2 separate regions of the Danio rerio genome follow, and region 1 is linked to region 2. A link is a contact called in public Micro-C data. All regions are on one chromosome and are shown on one strand. Each heading gives the region's core, a stretch centred on a gene start, on an enhancer-like site or on the middle of the called end of the contact. The rest is flanking DNA. Distances are from core to core; before and after follow the strand shown.

The links. A called contact is a pair of places that touch in the nucleus more often than the background predicts.
Region 1: a Micro-C map of caudal fin shows a contact between it and region 2, with 4 times the contacts expected there. The contact joins the enhancer-like site here to the promoter of peli2 in region 2. A contact is called at or near these places in 7 of 18 Hi-C or Micro-C datasets (caudal fin, embryo, hematopoietic stem cells and 1 more) and 2 of 4 datasets of contacts at active chromatin or transcription factors (caudal fin and embryo).

What each region holds. Positions count from the first base shown.
Region 1 is chr17:49,057,733-49,063,038 of GRCz12tu, forward strand. It overlaps peli2 (pellino E3 ubiquitin protein ligase family member 2), which reads left to right. Exons shown (of 6, transcript NM_001002616.1): 4 at 2,673-2,870; 5 at 3,161-3,349. All of the region lies in intron 3 of LOC141378415 (a long non-coding RNA gene), which reads right to left. Among named protein-coding and RNA genes, the nearest start is that of tmem260, 42 kb to the right of the region's middle. Within about 2 kb of position 3,214, at least 4 of the 62 cell types and tissues checked have an H3K27ac peak or open chromatin away from gene starts, as enhancers often do. A contact at or near this core is called in caudal fin and skeletal muscle, where this site is marked.
Region 2 is chr17:49,015,303-49,020,586 of GRCz12tu, forward strand. peli2 (pellino E3 ubiquitin protein ligase family member 2) reads left to right here and starts at 1,258. Exons shown (of 6, transcript NM_001002616.1): 1 at 1,258-1,551. The coding sequence starts at 1,475.

The DNA.
Region 1 (5,306 bases), core at 1,964-4,463, 44 kb after region 2:
AGTCACTATAGGTGGAATTAAAGTCTCAATTTGTGGATGTTGAGAAATGGGCTCCAAGGAAAAAGGTTGGGAACCACTGTGCTAGAACGGAGTGAGGTTTACCTGCATAGCACTTAACTACCTGTCCGCCATTACACTCACTCCTATCCCGGACGAGCCCCCACGTGAAATCCTCTGGTCCAACTGCACCCAACAGACTCTGAACTGGGATCGAACCGGCCATTCTTTGTATGGTGTTCGGTTGCTATAACAAGGGGGCTGAAGACCATGGCCTCTATATGTCGCTGGAGTCCCTTTAGAGGTCAAAGTAGTAAGGTTTACCCTCACAACACTTCACTAGCTGCCTTCTGTTACACTTATGCACTGTGTAGATATACATACAGAGAGTCGTATGTTGTCTTTATTTATTTATTTAAATAATCAGGAGATGAAGTCTAAACCCATATCATTAAATGTATATATAAATATTATTACTTGGTTGTTAAACTAAAAAGGCTTGTAATTGATTGTGGATAAAATAATTATTCTGCATTTAAAACCAGAAGATTTTTTTTTCTTTTGATAAGTATTTTACAAAATACAGCCCTTTTTAATTAATAGCAACAGAAACTGGAGTTTCTTTATTGCGTCAGATGTCAATTTTGTTCTCAGTTGATTTGTTGAATGTCGGTTTGTGATCTCCAATCCAGAACATAAAAGCAGCCCTGGAGCAGTTTAGCTATGCAGCATAGAATACCATCGCAACAAATAACGATTAAAGCTGAGCTTTCTTACTGGTACCGAAAATCCAGGATTGGTGCAAACCAAAACTTAGCTGACTTGCCAGCTAATTCAGCTTCATTGTACAAGCCCCAGGTCTGCACATGATGGAAAGAGTCATGCAGATGGGAAATGAGCAAATGAGAAGAAAAGCAAAAACAGGAACCAGCAGCAGTAGCCCACAAGGACAAAACAGAAACTCTCTCTATAAAAAGGAAATAAAGTGGAGAGCGTTGCGTCTTTTATTTCAGTACATGTATTTATAAACAGGATTTAGTGCAACGAGCACCTCTCTATTCTTGGGAATTTCCATCCCACATTTAAAACCAAAATAAGCTCTTCAAACAAGTACCAGCACATGCAGAACTATTTTCCATCCTGTTTACTCTTGAGGCTAAACGGTGTAGGGACCGTAATTGTCACTTGACTCAAACCACATACAATAGTTTGCTCATTTAAGAATTTGTTTTTGCTCCTCAGATTCCTGATATACCAAGATATGGATTGTTTTTAATTGATTATTTGATTCCAGTATAGGGTTCGGTGTTAAGTTTTTAAGTGAGATTGTATTACTGAACAATACAAATTAGATACAAAAACATTAACAAAAAATTGACAGTTACAGTGCTTTTAACAGCAGTCTACAAACCGGTTTCAAATGGTTAAATCTTTAGCATAAATATGAAATTTTTTTTGCCTTTTCTGCTAATAAACAACACATTGACTTGTTTTTATTGCATCATAAGGGTTTTGTCACAAAACTTATGATTATTTACAGTAGTGTTGCTGACGTCCATGATTCCACTAAACATTGCCATCTTCAGCAATGTTTATGTTGGTTTGTCATTGTTTTTTTTTGGACAGTGAATCAAAAAACAGCCTGATTCAGTTCTGACATCTTGTAGACCAGCTAAGTTTTGTAAAAACAGTTGAATGCACATTTGCGAACTCGTACATTGGTAACGTAGTGCGATAATTTAAGACTCCGCAAATAAAGCAAGCAGGTTCACAATAAAAATACAAGTTATAATACTTAAGGTTGCTGATTAAAAAGGAAACCAGTTGGCTTCATATAAAGAAACGTATCATTGATGCTTCCCTTGCCTTCAATTCCTTGGTGCCTCATTTCAGTGCCACTTAGATGCCCGTTGACTAAAATCTAAATTCTGATTTGGTCCAGTGCATATTGATCATATGTACTGCTGCCAATGTTTCTCGTGCAAGTTCTAAAGTGATGGTAAAGTGACAGCTTTATTGTGCTATTCATTAAATGGGCAAAGTGTTAATGTGTATGTGTGTATATTTTTTCAAATTTAAATGTACCATCACAGCAGTGCTTATGAATTTATTTTAAATGAATTCCAATGAAAACGGCTATTTTGGTGCATTTGTGTTAAATGCAGCCCGGGTTAGATTTCAAAAGACTTTATTTCAAATTTTATTGATCATTAACTTTTAAACTGTATTGTGCAATATATACTTGTTTTTACTTCTACCACTAATATTACTGTATACAGAGTACCCACGCTAAGCCAAATGTCATGACTTTTACTGACTAAAATGATGTATTTTCATGACCTAATAGCACTTGAGCAGATTAAGAAAAATGTATCTTTAATCACGTTCTCATGTCACTTTTGTTAAGGATACAGTGCTAAAGCCCAAACAAAGATAGACTGGAAGTTCAAATGAATTAATGAAGTATTTTTTTTCAATTAATAACAAAAATCCCTGGCAGTCAAATTACCTGAAAAAGAATAAAAAATTCAGAAATTCCAGATAGCCCATGATCTGTGGTAACCCTGTGTTTATTAAAAAATGTTTCCCATCTGAGTCATGCAGTCACAGCAAGCTGTCTGTATGACAATATAAGATGTATCTGAGAATCTTTGAACTTGTCTGTTGTATCTTAGATCGGCCGATCGACGGAGGGCCCGATTGACTTTGTGGTGACTGACACTGTGTCAGGGGGAGGAGAGAGTGAGGAGACACCCATCACTCAAAGCACCATCTCCCGCTTCGCCTGCCGGGTGGTGTGTGAGCGTAACCCACCCTACACCGCACGAATCTTCGCTGCAGGCTTCGATTCTTCCAAGAATATATTTCTCGGAGTAAGTGCGGTTTTTATGCCTGGTCCTGAAATGGAATTGTCTGAGATGCATTACTAGATACTTTATCAAGCTATTATTTATAAATATATACTGCTGTCTGGGGAGTAATATACGTGTGCATGAGCTGTCTGGGGAAGTATCCACTTCTGCTGATCCTGTGGAACTGATCTAAACTTACCTGGTAAATATAGGTGTGTCTGGCTAACTGGAATGACTCGCCCATGTGTACCTAAAAACAAAGTGCGGTGCACATATTTTTGTTTATGTACAGTAATTAAATCTCTCTGCAGGAAAAAGCAGCCAAATGGAAGAATCCAGATGGTCACATGGACGGTTTGACTACCAATGGGGTGCTAGTCATGCACCCGCGGGGCGGGTTCACAGAGGAATCCAAGCCTGGTGTGTGGAGGGAGATATCAGTGTGTGGAGATGTTTACACACTGAGAGAAACACGCTCTGCTCAAACTCGAGGAAAATTGGTTAGTATGTGAGCGGTGTCTGTTCAGTGTAGTTTACCGCCTGTTTTCTCCAAGTAGGACATGTTCCTGGATTAACATCTATGTTGATCCTGGAACAACATTCGAATCAGCCAATCAGAATTAAGGGATACATTTACAGTTTAAGTTTAAGCTTGCGGTTTGGTTTTTGCACTTCTGCTTGATTGTTATACAACTATTATTCCGCTCAGATTTTGGGAATCATTTAGAATTATGGTCGGGTTTAGGAGTAAGGACTAAGTATGGATAACATTTTTGATCAAAAATGATGTTCCAGGATCAACATAGATGTAAATCCAGGATCTCGTCGTACTTGGCAAAATCAGAGAAAGGTCTGGCTGCAGACTTGGTGCAGATGCAACCTGAGCTGCATCCAATGCTTTTTAATGTGCTCGCCTAACCCCTAACCCTACTCCCTTACAGTGATGTCACTAGCTCCATTTAGTGCATTGTTTCTCACATTGCATCTCTGAGCGATGCAGTCTCAGCTTGCATCATAAAGGCTGCGTCCAGATACTATTGCAAAATCATGACATGCATAGTTCACAGTGCGCTACATTTACGCAGACTCAAATACATATGTAGTTAGATTGATGGTTCAATCAGATTAAAAAAAATCTTCATGTAAACACCTTAACTAGTCAGACTGAGCTTGATCTGAATGACATTTTGATCCGAATGGAGAGGGTGGTTAATTTTTTTTTTTACTGACCCAATTCAACAACAAAAAATGACTGTGTCAATGCTTGAATCTGACTACTTTTGAGGGCAGTGCGATATTGACATGCATTAGCCTTCGCATAATTTGATAAATGTCTCCTCTTCAGAAATATGATAGTGTGGAGTCTGAAGGCCAAATGGTTGACTGCCCAGAAAAATTGCAATGAGTGTATTATTATTCTTATTATTATAAAGCATGTGAAACCACTGCCTGTATATTTGCATTAGACTTCGTAATGAAACATTCTGATTTAGAATGCGCTGTAATAATAATGTTTAAAGTAGCTCTATAATTAAAACAAAACAAAACATACAAATTGTATTATTTCTAATATCGTAGTATATTTTATTAAGGATACTGTTATCAGTATTGCATTGTCAACTAAATTTAACGAAAGGCAAGTCTATTAAACTAGTTTCTTTTGTCGTTTTATAATGTGCATAAACTAACAAACAAACACCTGTAGTTGGAATGTACTTTCAAAATTTAAAACTAGTATTTTGATTTTCAGATACAATAGCCTGCCTAAATATAAATAAAACTATATACTTTATTTACATTGTGCCAAAGTTTTCATTGGAATGAATGCATGTAAAATGAACATAAACAGAATTTTGAATTAAATACAATGTTTAGAGTACATATAAACAAATGTGAAATCAGATTCAGTTCATTCAGTTTGATGTAAATTAGTGCATGTAAACATAACTAATTTCTCAGTCAGTCATCGGTTTGCTCACTGCTATTTTACAGTGGTAAAATGTCCTAATTCACAGCTGCAGAAACTGTCTAGACAAAATCATCTGAAACTTTTATTAGGATCCGGGGTCTAATCCATGTGCAGGGAGTTCTCATTCAGGTTGTGGGATGCTACTTGTTGTATCAGTGAAGATTCGGGTAGTTTAGAGTGTACTAGTTCAAATCATGGTAAGGAAGATCCCTAAAATGAAGATTAAAGATGTTCCTCCTAACCTCATGTCTGGAATATAGTGCTCTAGTCTGCAAGTTCTTTCACATGATATCTTGCTCAAATAAGGGGCTTTGTTTTGCTCTGTTTAGTTTGGAAAGTCATGGTTTTCTTTGTACAGTGCATGATATATTGTGTAGATGTATCATAAGCAGTCAATTGAGCACCTTGTTTGAGTCTCTGAACATCTAGCGCCTTCTGGGGGACAATTGTGGTTCTGCATTCTCACCACACCATCAAATTCAAAACAA
Region 2 (5,284 bases), core at 8-2,507:
GCGCCTGTTTTCGCGATTGTCTTAAAACTTCCGTTTCAGTTCCTATGGGAGAAATGACAAGGAATAATAAATGTCAAAAAACGGTCAAACTACTTGCTCTACAAACAAATGTTTGCATGACTATACAGACCAAGTAGAATAATATAACAAGGAAATATCAGTTTGCAACATCAAACAGCGAAACAAGCAGTTTTTAATGTCTAAAAATTAATGGAAGTGAATGAGACCGGAAGTCTCGTGCCAAAAAGATTTAAATGGCAGCGCCCACTCGTCTGCGGAGAATAAGGTCAATAGTGTTGGGTCGCAGCTGGCAGGGCATCTGCTGTGTAAAGCATATACTGGATAAGTTGGCGGTTCATTCTGCTGTGGCAACCCCTGATTAATAAAGGGACTAAGCCAAAAAGAAAATTAATAAATTAAATTTTTCGTAGCATGAATGTATGTAAATGAGTGTGTATGGGTGGGTATACACACTCACACTACAGGTGAATTGGGAAAGCTAAATTGTCTGTAGTGCATGTGTGAATGTAAAAGTGTTTCCAAGTACTGGTTGGCGGCTGTAAGGGCATACCTTGTGTAAAACATATGTTGGAATAGTTGGTGGTTCATTACGCTGTGGTAACCTCTGAAATAGAAACTAAGGAAAATGAATGAACTTATGATGCTATGCTGAAATGCTACTTTTGTTTAGGGGACAATAAAATGTGTAACAAGAAAACAATATAATTTTATACTCCATTTAAAGAATGTGTTATTTATTTCTATATCTAAAAATAAAAAAAGATGTTTCCCTATTTTTTATGGAAAAAATACATTAATGTTTATATTATTTGCCCGATATATAAAATGTTTCTAAATTAAGATGGTAAAAACTACCTTCATAACCTAATGATATCTCTTTAAAAATGTCGAAGTTTCATGCTTTGTTTACATAATTGAAGGTGCCGCCTCAGACCGCCGTTGAGTTGGACTGTGCCGTTAGAGGGGGTGCGTTGTTTTCAGAACGAAAGATGAAATGTCTTAGCGTAATTTTTTCCGTTATTATTAACGAAGAGGAAAGACAATTATAAAAGGTTTCTAATTATGCATAGCCCGCTGATAAAGGGTATGAGAATATTAACCACAATCTTAAAAAAAAGTTTCCTAGTACGCCACCCCTCGTAAAGTCGTTATAAGTGAATGGTACGGTCCACCCCCTACTAGTACTGTTTTTCTTTCAGCGGATGGAAGCATTAAGTTATTCGCTCTTCCTATAATGAAATGTCTCCCAGACTCTAGGCTTTATTTTTATATTTTCTGTCGGATATGTTATTTTGCTGATTTGAATTATTTTTAGAAAAGTACAACGTAAGACTGGGCGCAGGTAAAACGGGTAACATGGCTGTTAAAAGCGTCCTTTGAAGTCTTTCCCTTTTCGTCGCTGGATTGATCGTGTAATTGAGAGAGAGAGGCGCCGTGTTGTCCGAAAAGCCTCATGTTTTCACCGGGTCAAGAGGAGCACTGTGCGCCCACCAAAGAGCCAGTAAAGTACGGGGAACTGGTGGTTTTAGGGTGAGTCCCGTATACACGCAGCTATTTTTCATCATGTTTATCTAATGTTGACGAGTTCGCCCGACTTTACTTGTATTACCTGCTTGTTTCCTGAGTTCACGTGCTCTAAATACTCTCACAGCGGGGTGCTTCAGCAAGTCTCGGGCGTATTTTTGAGCTGCTGTTCAGCTGAAAACCGCGTTTTTGGAGAGTACGGAAATAGTTTGTTTACACACTTGATATTGGTGTGCAGTGCGCGAGACCTCCCAGCTCCTAAAATTCACGCGCTCACGTTACTGCACAAATGAAACACGTGCGCTTTAGTGAGCGCTTTTCCTAAGCTTATGGTTGGCTGTAAAATACACACACACCACTCTTATTTATATGCACAAAAATACGCAGCTAAGGAGATTTGCAGATAATTCAGAAAGGCGTTTATTGAACGTGATGCGTGTTTTACTCCAGCGTGGGGGTGGATGGTGTAGCTGTGATTTGGTTTAATCCTCAGACACCCGTATTTTGGCCCTGGTTTTAGGATCGTGATGGGACCTCCTCATCGGGCTCGTTTATCATCATCTGTACGGAAAGCCATAACGAGATGAAGGGTGGTGGAGGAATTCGGAAGCAGCCCACTAAAGTTATTTGTCCCCCTCCTTTTCTGTGACTGAGCAAAGAGTCTCTCTCTCTCTCTCATTTTTTTTTTAACAATGCCCCTTCCTCGCACTGCTGGTTGTAAATCACAGTGCTGTTCAGTGATCTAGAACAGAGCTTTCCAGCTCATTCCTTGAGAATTGCTTCATTAGTTTGTTAGGTTCTGATCTGGATGTCTGTAATTAAGACAATCTTAAAATTTCATCACCTTTAAACTATTTGTTTTATAGCATTGCAATCAACAAGATTCAGACTCGGACCAAAGTCGTTGTAATAGAAGGTAATGCTGGAAAGCCTGCTGCATTGTAACTTGACCTGCAAATGAATGCAGGTTTAAATGATCAACATGACCAAAACTGCTGAAAAACCTGTTGTGCAAACTATAGGCCTCCTGTCATCTGACTGACACCTTATACTTTTTTAGCAAATAAAAGAGCCAACAACACAATTAAATGGGTCTGCACCAAACTGCACATCTCCATAACGTTTTATATGTTAATCTGCTGTGAAATCCCACATTTTTATCAATTAAATGTTAGAATAACTTAAGCTATTAACAACATTAATGTTGCTTAGATGAACACGGACTGAAGCATTGTATGTTTACTAGGTTTATGTGTTCTTATCTTATATGATATATCAGAGTTTTGAGAAACACCCATCTTAAATTGAGGTAAAGTTAGATTTATATTAGCACATTCATTCATTTAATGACCCCTATATTGTTTACCTAAGCTACTTTAAATATTCGGTCTAAATTAGCATGCAAGTACTTCAAAACAGCACTAGGGTAGCACTATTTATTTCAGTGTGAGCAATGTTGTACTTTGATTGTCATCGGCTACTAATCTGATTTCTCTATTAGAAATTTACAAATAATGCTTTTCTGAAATTACATTAAGGAGAATGTCGAATATGCGAATATAAATCCAACTTTACCTCTATCAATCTTAAGGGACAGTTCACCCATACATGGAAATTACTCGCAATAAACTGGTTATAAACTTTTCCCCCCTTTTAAGAATAGCCATTTAAAATCAATAGTTGAAACAAAAATGTAATGATCCCTGTAATGATAATGATTCCATGATGCCTTCATTTGTGTTTAACAAAAGAAACCTCTTAAACCCGTTTGGAACATTTTTGGGTGAATGATTTCTTTAATCATGGTGTCAGCAGTTCTTAAAGCTCTTACCCTGCAACAACTGAATTTAGTCAGTTTTTTTTTTAACTCTTGCTTTAAATGTTGCATGCATTTCAAAAGCAAAACAAACATGCCCAACTGCCTTCTCCAAAATATACCCTTAGTGTTTTTGTTTTTCAATACATGCATCTAAACATTTGAAAATCATGATATATTTACTTAACACGCTAAATCTTTAAATCTAGACAAACTAAATTTTGTTAAACGAGATGTAATCAACACAAATTACTTGTATAAAGCAGTGGTCAAAAGCTACACAGCAAAATTTATTGTTTTTGTGTTTGAGAAGGTTATGTATATTATTCTGTATTTACAGTTGTTTATTATTATTATTATTATATATATATATATTTTTTAAACGGTTAGAAAAAGTAGTGCAGATCAGGACAAAGTTGTTGTTTCAGACTTCTAGGTTCTGTGTATTTAATTTTTTTCTATTTTGTTCTCTTAAATGTACAGTTTATGACTACGCCCATAAACTGTACAGTGTGTGTGTGTGTGTGTGTGTGTGTGTGTGTGTGTGTGTGTGTGTGTGTGTGTGTGTGTGTGTGTGTGTTTATTTTTAATCCATCCATCTTGACTGAACCATTTTCTCATATTATGATATCAGCCTTAAAAGCCTGAAATGTAAAATATATATTTATGTGGAGAATTCATTTTTATTTAATTTTTTTTTTTACAAAATTCTGTGCAGAAGTGGCGCAATAGTCTGTCTGTTGATTCGGGCTGGCCCTGTTTATGACCTTTTTTGCTTCCTTTTAAATCGTTCATTAAATTCTCTCCACTTAAAAAGGAAACCTGCAGAAACCCTGCTTAATGTTGCATTGTTTTGTTCTTACAATGAACACTTGAGATGTTTGATCGCAAAACTATGTATTTAAGTATCATTTTAGTAAGACGGCATTGGTAAATTTGTAATATCATATGAGCATCGATTTCGCAATGTGTGCGTCTGTAATAGTCACATCACAAGATAGGCAATGTTGAGTTGGGAATGGGATTATAAATGACCAGAAACCACAGGTCAAAACACATGAGATTTGTAGAGTGGTTTAATTATCTGCATTTGTTTTTAAGGCCTGTGACTGTGTGAGCATTTTTAGAGAGTTTAAATCATTTTATTACACTGTAAAACCCAAAGGCGATGCGGTAGGTAGTGCTGTCGCCTCACAGCAAGAAGGTCGCTGGTTCGAACCTCGGCTAAGTTGACGTTTCTATGCGGAGATTGCATGTTCTCTCTTCGTTCGAGACGTTTTCCTCCGGGTGCTCCGGGTTTTCCCCACAGTCCAAAGACATGCAGTATAGGTGAATTGGGAAGGCTAAATTGTTGTGTGTGTGTGTGTGTGTGTGTGTTTGTTTGTTTGTTTGTTTCCCAGAGATGGGTCACGGCTGGAAGGGCATCCACTGCGTAAAAACGTGCTGGATAAGTTGGCGGTTCATTCCGCTGTGGCGACCCCAGATTAATAAAGGGACTAAGCAGAGAAGAAAATGAATGTAAAACCCAACTGTCAACTTTATCAAATAAAATGACTCGATTAACTGAAAGTTAATTTTACTCTGTTAAAAGTAATGAGTTAAATACCTTATTTCTTCAACCTAAATGAAGTTTGCATTACTCGTATAGATAAGTTATTTAACTCAAATGGTTTGTTGCAATTGGTTTCCTCAAATGGTTTGAGTTGCCTTTACTCATTGAGTTTTACAGTACTCAGTGGGTTTAAGTACTTCATTTATTGGGTTTTACTGTGCTCAAATTGCTTTGTTTAATTAAATGAATTAAGTTCACAGTACTCATTAGGATTCATTTTGAATTTAAATGGTTTGTTGCAATCGGTTTCCTCATGGATTGAGTTGCCTTAACTTTTTGGGTTCACAGTGTAGTGCATAAAGAAGTTAAAT